2 separate regions of the Mus musculus genome follow, and region 2 is linked to region 1. A link is a contact called in public Hi-C data. All regions are on one chromosome and are shown on one strand. The core of a region is the stretch at or near the end of the contact, and the rest is flanking DNA. Distances in the headings are between cores, read along the strand shown. Region 1 overlaps Gli2 (GLI-Kruppel family member GLI2). Region 2 overlaps Gli2 (GLI-Kruppel family member GLI2).

Region 1 (5,350 bases), core at 2,085-4,584:
TTCAGCCCCAAGATGCCTGCCACCCACCAGGATCACAATGCAATGACAGAACTGGGGAACCCGTGCCCCCGTGCCGTGGCTAAGCTGCTGGGAGTCAGTGGTTACTAGCTCCATGGAGTTTTCTGTTCTCCTTCTGCCCCAGGCTGGGCCCACCGACCTGCCAGGGAGGGAACTGTATTCACAGACCTTGTAGCTTGGGCTCTCTCTTTTCCCCTCGGCTGAGGTGGGCAGGCCTGTGTCTGTTCTTGTAGAGCAGGCAGGCCATCTCAGCACCCAGAAGGTTCCCTGCAGGCTCATCAGGAACTCCACCTCCTTCCTGATGGCCCTTTGTTGCTCGGGGCTTTGTTGGGTTTCTTTGCTTTGTTCTGTATAGGAAACTCGATATTGGCAAGCTTGTTCATTATGTTCTCTACACATCTAATTGGAAAATTCCAAAAATCATATTTAAAAAAAAACATGTACTCAGGGCAATTGTACTTTGAGAAAGTCAGCAGGTTTGTTATTTGTTTTGGGTGATACTGGACCCATCTCTTCATGGGCCCTAAGCAATTCCTCATCTCTGGACTATATTCCTGGCCCAGAAAAGAATGAAACATTTTTTTTAAATGTGTATATTGCTAAGGATGGTGGTGGTGCATTCCTTTAATTACAGCACTCAGGAGGCAGAGGTAGAGACAGGAAGATCCCTGAGTCTGAGACCAGCCTGTTAACAAAGTGAGTTCTAGGCCAGTCAGAGCTATAATTTGAGATCCTGTCTCAAAATCAAAAGTGTGCATGTGCATGTGTGTTTGTGCGTGCATGTGTGTGTGTGTGTGTGTGTATGTGTGTGCACGTGTGTGCATGTGTGTGCGCGCGTACACCAGAGGATGACCTCAGTTATTATTCTTCAGGCATCATCCAGCTTGATGTTTTGAGACAGTGTCTCTCTCTGGTATGGAACTCACAGACTGGGCAGCAGGTTCGCCAGGGAGCTGGATCCATTAGTGTTTACCTCTCCAGTCCTGGGATTACCAGGGTGTGCTACCACACCCAGCGTTTCCTCCTCTCCTTTTCAATATGTGTGTTCTGGGAATCATACTTACTGACTGAGCTATCTCCCCAGCCAGTGCTGTCCTGCTGTGGCTCAGCTGCTCAACCCTATGGGTGGGATCTTCCGTTGGCAAAGTCACGGAGCAAAAATCTCAGCATACTGGATGACAAGAATGTGAAACCCCTGTGAATTGGAAATTTCAACCCCCTGGGGTGAATTACAGAACCCACCACACACAAGGAGCTCAGAGGACAGGACATAGGAGTCCCCCATGATGAAGGGCACAAGTGCACCCCAGATGCCTGGAGATTCAGATTGCTGTAGAGCAGCAGGAAAGAATGAGCTAATAACAATGAACAGATGAAGGAAGGAATAAAGGCAGAGAAGATAAAACACTGACTATAAAGCATGAGATCCAAGTTCCCCAAGAAAATACCTGCAATTGCATTATTTATAGAAAGAGCCACAAAGCAAAACTAAGCAATACACCATTAGGGAAACGGGTAGCCATAATATATAAAATGCTCATCTAGGCCAATAACACTATTAGGGATATGTGTCAAAGAGAAATTGGCATGGAAATTGGGGATGAAGAATTCATAATTGTAGATAACAGAGAAGTGAGAGACCTAGGGCAGGAAGATGGTGACATGGGGCTCCCAAAGTCCTGGCTCATCCCCAGTGCCATTTTTGGACTCAGTACAAGGTCACTCGACTACACTGGAAGTAAGAAGTACATGGGACTAGAAAAAAAATCCACATCAATAATAATATATAAAATAAGCCAGTGGTAGGAAAAGACTAGAAACACTTGGTTGCCTGGACTTCATACAACACACAGAACAAGAAAAGCTCACAGTATGTAAATGTGTGTGAGTTAGGTGCTACATAAATGACCTACAAAGGGTCATGTGGCTCCTGGCCAGTGCTTTGAGGGCTTATCTCTAAGGACTAGTTGTGGTGGTTGGTTTTAATTGTCAACTTGACACAATCTAGAATCACTTGGGAAATTTTTCAGTGAAGGATTATCAAGATTGAGCCACTCAGTGGTCATGTCTTTGGGGAACCTGTCTTGATTGCAGTATCTGATTGTCAACACCCACCTATTGTGGGTGGCATCATTCCCTAGGCAAGGGATCTTGACCTGTCTGGATGCATTTGTTGGTCTCTTCTTCTGACTGCAGATGTAACATGACCAGTGGCTTTAAGTTCCTAACTCCTTGACTTTCCCTGACCCCCAATGATGAATTATAACCTGGAGCCTGATAAATCCTTTGTCCCCCCAAGTTGCTTCCATCATACTACTTTATCTTAGTAACAGGCATGAGAACCTTACCCATTCTCATTCTCTAGGATGCCTTTACTTTCTCAAAAAACTCTATTTGTATTTCTAGCCCCCAGTCTAACCTGGAATACAAGAACTTAGATGCTTCAGTGGATTCCCTGGGACTCAGACCCTCTCCCATAACACTCAGGCTGGGCACAGCACGAGAGTGCCTTGGTCATGCTGGCTGATCTGTCTCTGTGAGGCTTCACTGAGCCACTTGTTTTTGATATTTAGCAGACCCAGATTTTAGAGAAAGGATGGCTGCAGGGATCCAGGCCTCTGGTGAGGTTGGCTGAATGGGTGAGGTCCCTGGAATGGAGAATGGAGCCTGTAGTGAAGAAATTATGGAAGCTACTAGAAAGCATTTCAGGCATGTCCCTCTGTCACTCTGGTGTTCCATCAGAGCTGTGGATGACATCTGCTGCTCTGTATCCCTACTGGCCAGCCCTAGTCCTATCTGGTGGATTCATTTTGACAGATGCACTTGAATCTACATTGGGCCCTGCAGATCCCCAGGCCTGCTACAGAGCCTGTGTTCACCAGACCCAGCTGAGCTCTGAGTTTTTGCCCTCATCCCTCAACAGAGTTCTTGAAGAGTAATCAGTATTTGGATTTGGAGATATCTCACTAAGTAAACACTGATGTTTGCGTAGGGAAATGAGGTCATAAAACGGAGGCCACAAAGGCCATACAGAGTGGTTCTAAAAGCCCCAGCTGCAGCAGTTAACAGAGGTTTGGTCACGCCCACACACTCCTTCTTGATCTCAGCTCCCTGAGAGCCAGAAGGGCAGGAAGGCACTGCTATTTCACACGCCTAGTTCCAGATGTGTTCAAGAACATAGGAAGGGCCTGGGGACACAGCTCAGTTGGTAGAGGGCTTGCTTAGCATGCACGAAAACCTGGCTCTATCCTTAGCACGGAATAAATAAAGCAGGCGTGGTAGTACATGCCTACAATTCTAGCACTGCGGAAGTGGACGTAGGAGGACCAGGCATCCAAAACCATCCTTGGCTACATGATGAATTAGATGCTGGCCTGGGCTACATGAGGAAAAAAAAAAGTTCAACGATAAGAGCTAGCAGAGTGCTTGTCGTTCAGGCGAATAGGTGCTGGGATACAGGCTTGAGATAGCCTTGGACTTGCTCCAGGTAAGAAGTAAGGCCAGGAACACAGCTGGGCCAGGGGAAAGGCCAGGAGCAACTTGTCAAAATGAGATCCTCTCTGGGGGACCTGGACACTGGTTACCACTGGGAATGTGAAGTCTTGGTCTATAGTATAACCCACCCTTGGCTGAGCACAACTGAATGGAATCTTCTAGAAAGTCAATGCCTTGAAGCCCTGGATGGGAATAGGCTGGTACTGGTCTCAGAGGTAGAGGGGGATGAAGAGGAGGAGGAAGAGGAGGGTGCTTTCAGGAAAGAAGAGTCTGTAGGGATGGCAGACAAACGTGGCGGACTTGACAGCTTAGCCTTGCCAAGAACTGTGTGGAATGTCCTGCTCGCCCATCAAAGCTAGACAGGTTAATCCTGGGGCGCAAATAAACTCTCAAAGGCAGTACTGGCTAGTGCGTGCCTGGGGAAGGTTCTCTCCTCAGCAGCACTGTATCCAGACAGTCTCTGTGGGCTGGCCTACAGAGAAGAGGCAGGCCCTTCTGCTGATAAACACTGGTCCCCCCTTTCATGTGTGAGGTTCCACATCTCCTTCCTTCCAGCCTGTTAGCCCACAATCCTTTAAGCCTGTCACCCTACAATCTGCTCCCCCCTCCCTCCTCCTCTTCTATCTTTCTTTTCTCTGTGTGTGGGGTGTGTGCTCAGGATGCTGTGGGACTGCCATGCTTCTGCACACACGGTGTCACTGAGCTTTGCAAATATGTGAGATAAATCAACTCAGAAAGAAGGACGGCTGGGGCTGGGAAGACAGCCCAACTGCGAAGCGTTTACCAGTCAAGAATGAAGACCAGAGTTTGACTCTCTGAACTAATTTAATAAGATAAAAACAGGGTGAGGTGGTGTACCCTTGTAATCCCAGTACTTGGAAGAAATAGGATACCCAGGGCAGCTCAGCCATCAGTGAGTTCTAAGCATGTGAGAGATCCTGTTTCAAAAATCAACGTCGAGGGTGATAGAGGAATTGACCTCAGGTCTCCATGTGCACATGCATATACATACAATGCATGCGCACACGCACGCGCGCGTGCACACACACACACACACACACACACACACACACACAAATGGTTTGTTTTGGCTCTCAGTTCTGAAAGTCACAGGCACCAAGTCCTTGGATGCTGGGGTGGGATTTGACCTGGGGTGGCAGAGAACATTACAGGGAGGACAAGGGAAGGTGGTCGGGCCAGCTTCTCTATCTCACAGGAGGCCAAGGTCCCAGTATCTCTTCCAAGAGCAACACCCCCATGACTTAACTTCCTCCCACGAATCCGTGGACAGGGGCTTTTGAGGGGACTTCTAATCCAGGCTCCCACGACAGCACACATGGTATGTAATGATATATAACAACTCATCTTATCCTCACATTAACCTTTTCCATGCTGTGTTGGCTCCTTTTCTCAAGACTGTGGCAAAATGCCTGACAAAAAGCCACTTAAGGAAGGAAGGTTTATTGTGGCCCACAGTTTTTAATGGTACAGTCCGTAATGGCCGGGGTGGTCTATGTGGTGGCTGGTCACATCACATCCAGTCAGGAAGCAGAGAGATGAATGTTGGTGCTCTGAAAGCTTTGCCTTTAAGTCCAGGACCCAGTCCACTGAAGGACGCCACTCATGATGGGAGTGGGTCTTCTCATCTTAACCTAATCTAAGTCCTTCCCCACAGCAGGACTAGAGGTTTCTCTCCTAGGTGACTCTATATACTGTCAAGTTGACAGTATCAACCATTACAAGGATACAAACACACCCCCATTTTAGAGAAGGAGAAACTGAGGCATGTGGTGGTTAATCAGCCAGCCCCTGTATGTACTGAGAATATATAGTAAGA
Region 2 (5,340 bases), core at 2,687-5,186, 160 kb after region 1:
CCCAACCTGGGCATTAGGCCATGATCATTACCAAAAAGCTTGCCCAGCAGAACAAGCATGCCAAGGCCAACAAATTGTCATCCTTTTCCCACTCCAAGACTTCCCTATCTACAGCCCAGTCGTTCAAGGCCTTCATGAGACCCCCTCACCCGAAAGAGTATCATTCATTCACTCACTCATTCACTCATTCATTAAAATCTGAGATTAGCCGATGTACACCAATGACTCTTTCTGGCAAACACAGCATATATAGATGTAGGACCCCACAAGTCAGTCAATGTAATGACAACCTACCTCACAAAAGGTGATACCAGGTCATGGCTAGAAAGATGAAGAGTTATACCTTCAGGTATAGCATGCCAGGCCCCAGAACCTGCAGTTCCCTTCTGGAATGCTTCATGCCCTCTGTCTTACCAAACATTAATTTTGTCCTCGATGCCCTGCCCAGTCCTCAGTGGAAGGAGCCATCCTCCCCATTTAAGAGTTGTGCCAGAGCCAAGAGTCCTCGGGGTGTCTCTCCAGTATCACTAAAGGTAGAAAAGCCACCAAAGACCCCATTTCACAGGCTGTCATTTAATGGACAGGGTACTGGGCATTTGGATATTGGAGATGATTCTAAATTAGCCATGGCACCCACACCCTCACCATGGAAAAGCGTGTCTCCCTCAGGATGACTCTACCCCTTAAAGAAGGAATCCAGCCTCCCATCAAAGCTCTTGTTCAAGCACGCAGCCTTAATTTCAGCTAAAGGCTGGCTCTCACGGGTGCTCTACAGATGTTTATTGACCGGATGATGGTAAACCGATGGAAGGGTGGATGGTTTAGATGAGATGGACAGACAAGATAGACAGATGGGCAGGTGGGAAGATGAATGAATAGAAAGAGGGGGGAGGGGAGGAGGGAAGGAGAGGAAGGGGAAGAGGAGTGAGCAGGTAGATGGATGGATGAATGGATGCATGAGTGTGTAGGTGGATATATGATGTGTGATGCATGGATGGATACATAAAAGAACAAATACAGGAAAGAATGCATGGGGAAGGGAGGGACAGGGTGTGGTTGTGCAGAAGCAGGAGGAAAAGCCCCACAAGTGTAAGGAAGGAACAGAGAAATAGGTACCACCTTCCCACAGCGACCTCAAGGTGTGGCCCGGGCCAGCCTTTACCCCCTCTTCCTTTCCATGGGCCTCCTGGCCCCGTGCAGGCAGATCCATCTCCACAGCCTATTCGCCACCCAGCAGAATTGCACAAGAGGGCATCCAGGGTCAGACAACCTTCCCAGGACAGACCGAGCTGGGGAAGGCATGCCTAACAGACAGGAATGAAGAGGCAACATTCCAGCAGCAAGTTTTGGTTTGGTTTTTGCAAGAAAGAAGACACGGAACTTTGGGAAGAAGGGGGGAATAAAAAGAGATGGTGGAGCTTGGTGAGGAATAGGTTGACCACAGGGGTCCAGCAACAATAATTGGGGAGCTAGACAGACAGAAGGTGCTCTGTGGCTGGTCTGCTTAGAGGGGTCTCAAGGAGACTAGTACCCAAGGAGCTCAGATAATGATTTGAAATAAAAAATTAAAAAGAAGAGCCATGTACTCTAGAATCAGTAAAGTAAGAGGCATGACCCATTAAAAAAAATTAAAAAGAAGTCTCCAGTAGCCCAGGCTGGCCTCAGCTTCTCTATGTAGCCACAGAGAATGTTGGATTCCTGCTCCTCCTGCATCTACCATCCTGCTGGTGTTACTGGTGAGCCCCACCACTGAACTGTACATTCAGTTCTGGGGATGGAACCCAGGGCTTCATGCATGCTCGGCAAACACCAGCTAAGCCCTATCTCCAGCTACATCATCAGGTGACAATTAAAATGTGGTCACCACTCCTGCATAACCCTGCAACTAGACCTTCATGCACAAGTAAAGGAAAGTCACCTCAGACTCTTAACACAGCCTCAGGAAATCAGAGATGACCTGATCTCCAGGCACACCCTAAAAACAGTCCGATGCCCAGTGGGTAGGCTCAGACATTTCAGTGCTCACTGTCTGCATCTCACTCACTGCATCTTGGAATTGGCACCCAAGAAGGACTCAATCCCAGAGTGAACGAACCTCTAAGAAGGTCTAAGGTTGGGACAGGTTCTAGTACCAGGTGGCACGCCCCTTTCATAGGACAGAGATAACAAAGACCTTGCCCAAGGTCGCACAGCTAAACCATCTCTGCTGCAACAGGTGCTGCCCCAAGTGCCAGAGCCGGGGACAACACCTGCTCAGGCACAGCCCTTTGCTCTCTGTACGGTGTCTAACTACAGAAGCCTCTGACTAAAGTCCCTGGAACATGTAATGTTCTTCAGGGTCTCTCAACTGGGGACATAGACTGGACTGTCCAGCTCTGGGCTGTCCTTAGGATCACATGACCTCATACACATGCTTCTACAAGCAGAGAGAAAACTACCAGCTATATGTAGTAGGACACTGAGAAAATTCATGCAGTATTAGACATAGGAAGGTCTAGGGAGATGGCTCAGTGGTTAAGTGTGCTCGCTACAAGCGTGAGTCCCCAGAATCTATCAAAACAAGCAGGTTTGCCTGTAACCCCAGTGTGTGTGTGTGTGTGTGTGTGTGTGTGTGTGTGTGTGGTACAGGGAGTCCAGATGGATTGCTGGGACTTGCCTGCTCCAGATTCAGTGAGAGACTGTGTCAAAGGAATAGGCTGAGAGTGACAGCACAGGACACCTGATGCTCTCCTCACCCACCCAGAGAGCACACCACACATACATGTGCACGCACACACACACACACACACACACACACACACACACACACACACCTCTTTCGTTCAAATGCATGAGTATGCAATCATCCCTTAGGATAACCTTGGAAAAGAGACAGTCAGAGAGTATGGGAAGAAAAAAACCAGACCTCTTGATGACAAAACCTTGGGGCTTGGAGGGGCTGGGAGAGGCATCAGTGGGTAAAGGCCTTACAGCACAAGTATGCTGACCTGTATGTTAGGATTTCAGGTGAAGTAGCCTTGCTCTGTAATCCCCATGCTCCTACAGAGTGGGGGTGAGATGGGAGAATGCCCCAAAGCCCACAGGCTAACTAGACTCCTACAAGTGAGCCTCTGACCTCCACAGGTATGCTGTGTCTCTCCATGCCTGCACACACACACACAGGGGCACACAAGAGTGTGTTTAAAATAGAAGGCAAAACTCCTTGCCCGAGGCTGCCATCTGCCATACACAACACATCTTGTACCCATGTACCTGTATACACACACACACACACACACACACACCACTCACACATATACACATATACACACGCACATGCAGGCTCGCACACATACACACAATTAAGCAGAGTAGTGCTGGCTCAGTCCCCAGCCTCTCCTTGCCTCTCCTTTTCTCTGGGTGAGGAGGGCAGGCCAGCTGGCCTTCAGTCTTGGGTCAGCCTGGACATCTCCAGACAAATTATCCCAACTCCATTTCCCTTGCAGCCAACCAGAGCTCTGGAGATGCAGGTCCCCAGAGCCCACTGACCCTCACTCTGGCTCTCTGAGTTTCCGGCTCCTAGCCTGGCATTTGGACAGTGGGCTCCCCAGGGCCCACCCACAGCCCTCTCTTCAGGCCACAGAGGGCCACAGGCAGCTCTCCCAGACTACAGATGATTTACAGTCTCTTCAGCCATCCATCTCAAGGCCACAGGCTGAGCAGATATTTTCCATCTCCACAGCTGAATGCAGACATTCCAGAGAGCACTGCTTCCTCTCTCCTGAGCTTCTAGGCAGGCGAGGGTCTCAAGCACAACATCTGTGCCTAGGCCCCAGCTCTCTGTCACAGGGAAGGAAGAGACAAAGCCCAGGGTCTTGCAGCCAGGCCTGAGAGGCCCAGTCAGGGGGAGCAAGCCAGGCCTCCCAGCCAGCACCATTCACACCAGGCCCTTCCCACTTCCTCTTTCCCCTTTCTCCCCATGACAACATCTTGAACCAGTGCCTTCACTGGCAAGCCCAAGCACTCTGGGGTTTTGTAGTTCTGAGGAGGCTCCCACGCTCAGCTGTGCACACAGCCCTTGGACAAGCTGCTGAGGTTGCCTGTGGTACTCGGGGCAAAACACGAATCTCCAGCCCACACATGTTCTCTGAGGCCTCTGCTTCAGGGACGGAGGTGAGGTGTCCCTGGCCCTCCCAGCTGTAAGCACCTCACACCCTCCACAGATACACTCAGGGGTGAGGACCGCAGGACCGTGGAATACTTTCCACTGTTTAAAATGGGAACAGCTCTCCTCGTGAGAAAAAATGCAAATTAAATGTCCCGCTGCTGGCCGAGATGGAATAACAGGGACCAGATTTAGGCTCCCACCCGAAACCACCAAAAAACCAGACAAAACATTTAAAGCACGCCAGGCAGTGAAGGGAGGTGAGCCCTACGAGGAGGCCCAGCTTACTGTCTGGAAAGAGTTTGCAGTTCTAGTGCAGACCAAGCAGATCAGCAGATTGCTGGGTGGAGGAGACAGTAAGCACCTAAAGAGTCCCACGGATGCCAGAGTTTGCATGACAACTTCAGAGAGGGGAGATTCAAGCTGGTATCACAGAGGAGATGTGAGGGTCTTGAGACCCTGTAGAATATACTCAATTAGGTTCTATTCTTCCCAGGGTACCGAGAAGGAAGCAGGCTGAAGGCTGCCAGAGAATGGTGCTTGACACACACTTAAGGACGGGTGCTTAGACCCACCAGCCAGGCCTCAGAAAGCACAGAGCTCAGAAGCAGTATGCCTGGATGCAAAGAATCAATACCTGTAAGCAGCTCCCACCCCCATCCCAATTAACACAACTTCAGAGATGAAACTTTTGAGCTGGAGGTACAGGTAGGAGGTAGGGGGCCTGCCTCACACTCAGGAAGCCCTGGGTTCAATCCTCAGCGCCACATAAATCAGGCATGGCGACTCACACTTGTCATACCGGCACTTGGCAGGGATCACACGTTAAAGATGATCCTCGGTGATCCTCGGCTACATAGCTAAGGATCGGCCTGGGCCACAAGAGACCCTGCTCTCCCCTATCCCCCCCCCCAAAAAAAAAGATTAACCTTCCCTCCCCAGCAAATTAACCACATCTCAGAGAAAACATAAAATTTTCAGGAAAGCAAAAAAAAAGTTAACCAATTAATAGCAGAAAATTACAGCATCAAGAATCTACCAAGATTCTCCGGCATGGGCTCCTCACCAAAAGGCGGCAGGAAAATGTAATCTATACTGAATAAAGAAATACGTAAACCATCCCTGAGCCAGAGAAGACACAGCTGTTAACGGGAGCTGACAAGAATGTGAAGCTGTGCTAACCACATGCAAACCAC

What was found. Hi-C and Micro-C count contacts between places; a contact is called where the count stands out from the background.
Region 2: a Hi-C map of uterus shows a contact between it and region 1, with 3 times the contacts expected there. The contact joins two enhancer-like sites. A contact is called at or near these places in 5 of 39 promoter capture datasets (3T3-L1-derived adipocytes, embryonic stem cells, hippocampal neurons and 2 more), 3 of 484 Hi-C or Micro-C datasets (the AML12 cell line, liver and uterus) and 9 of 115 datasets of contacts at active chromatin or transcription factors (embryonic basal ganglia, embryonic fibroblasts, embryonic forebrain and 4 more).

Annotation. Positions count from the first base shown.
Region 1 is chr1:118,875,412-118,880,761 of GRCm38.p6, forward strand. The region is part of intron 3 of Gli2 (GLI-Kruppel family member GLI2); the gene reads right to left. Among named protein-coding and RNA genes, the nearest start is that of Mir6346, 76 kb to the right of the region's middle. Within about 2 kb of position 3,335, at least 35 of the 459 cell types and tissues checked have an H3K27ac peak or open chromatin away from gene starts, as enhancers often do. A contact at or near this core is called in embryonic limb bud and uterus, where this site is marked.
Region 2 is chr1:119,030,130-119,035,469 of GRCm38.p6, forward strand. All of the region lies in intron 1 of Gli2 (GLI-Kruppel family member GLI2), which reads right to left. Among named protein-coding and RNA genes, the nearest start is that of Gli2, 21 kb to the right of the region's middle. Within about 2 kb of position 3,937, at least 204 of the 459 cell types and tissues checked have an H3K27ac peak or open chromatin away from gene starts, as enhancers often do. A contact at or near this core is called in embryonic limb bud and uterus, where this site is marked.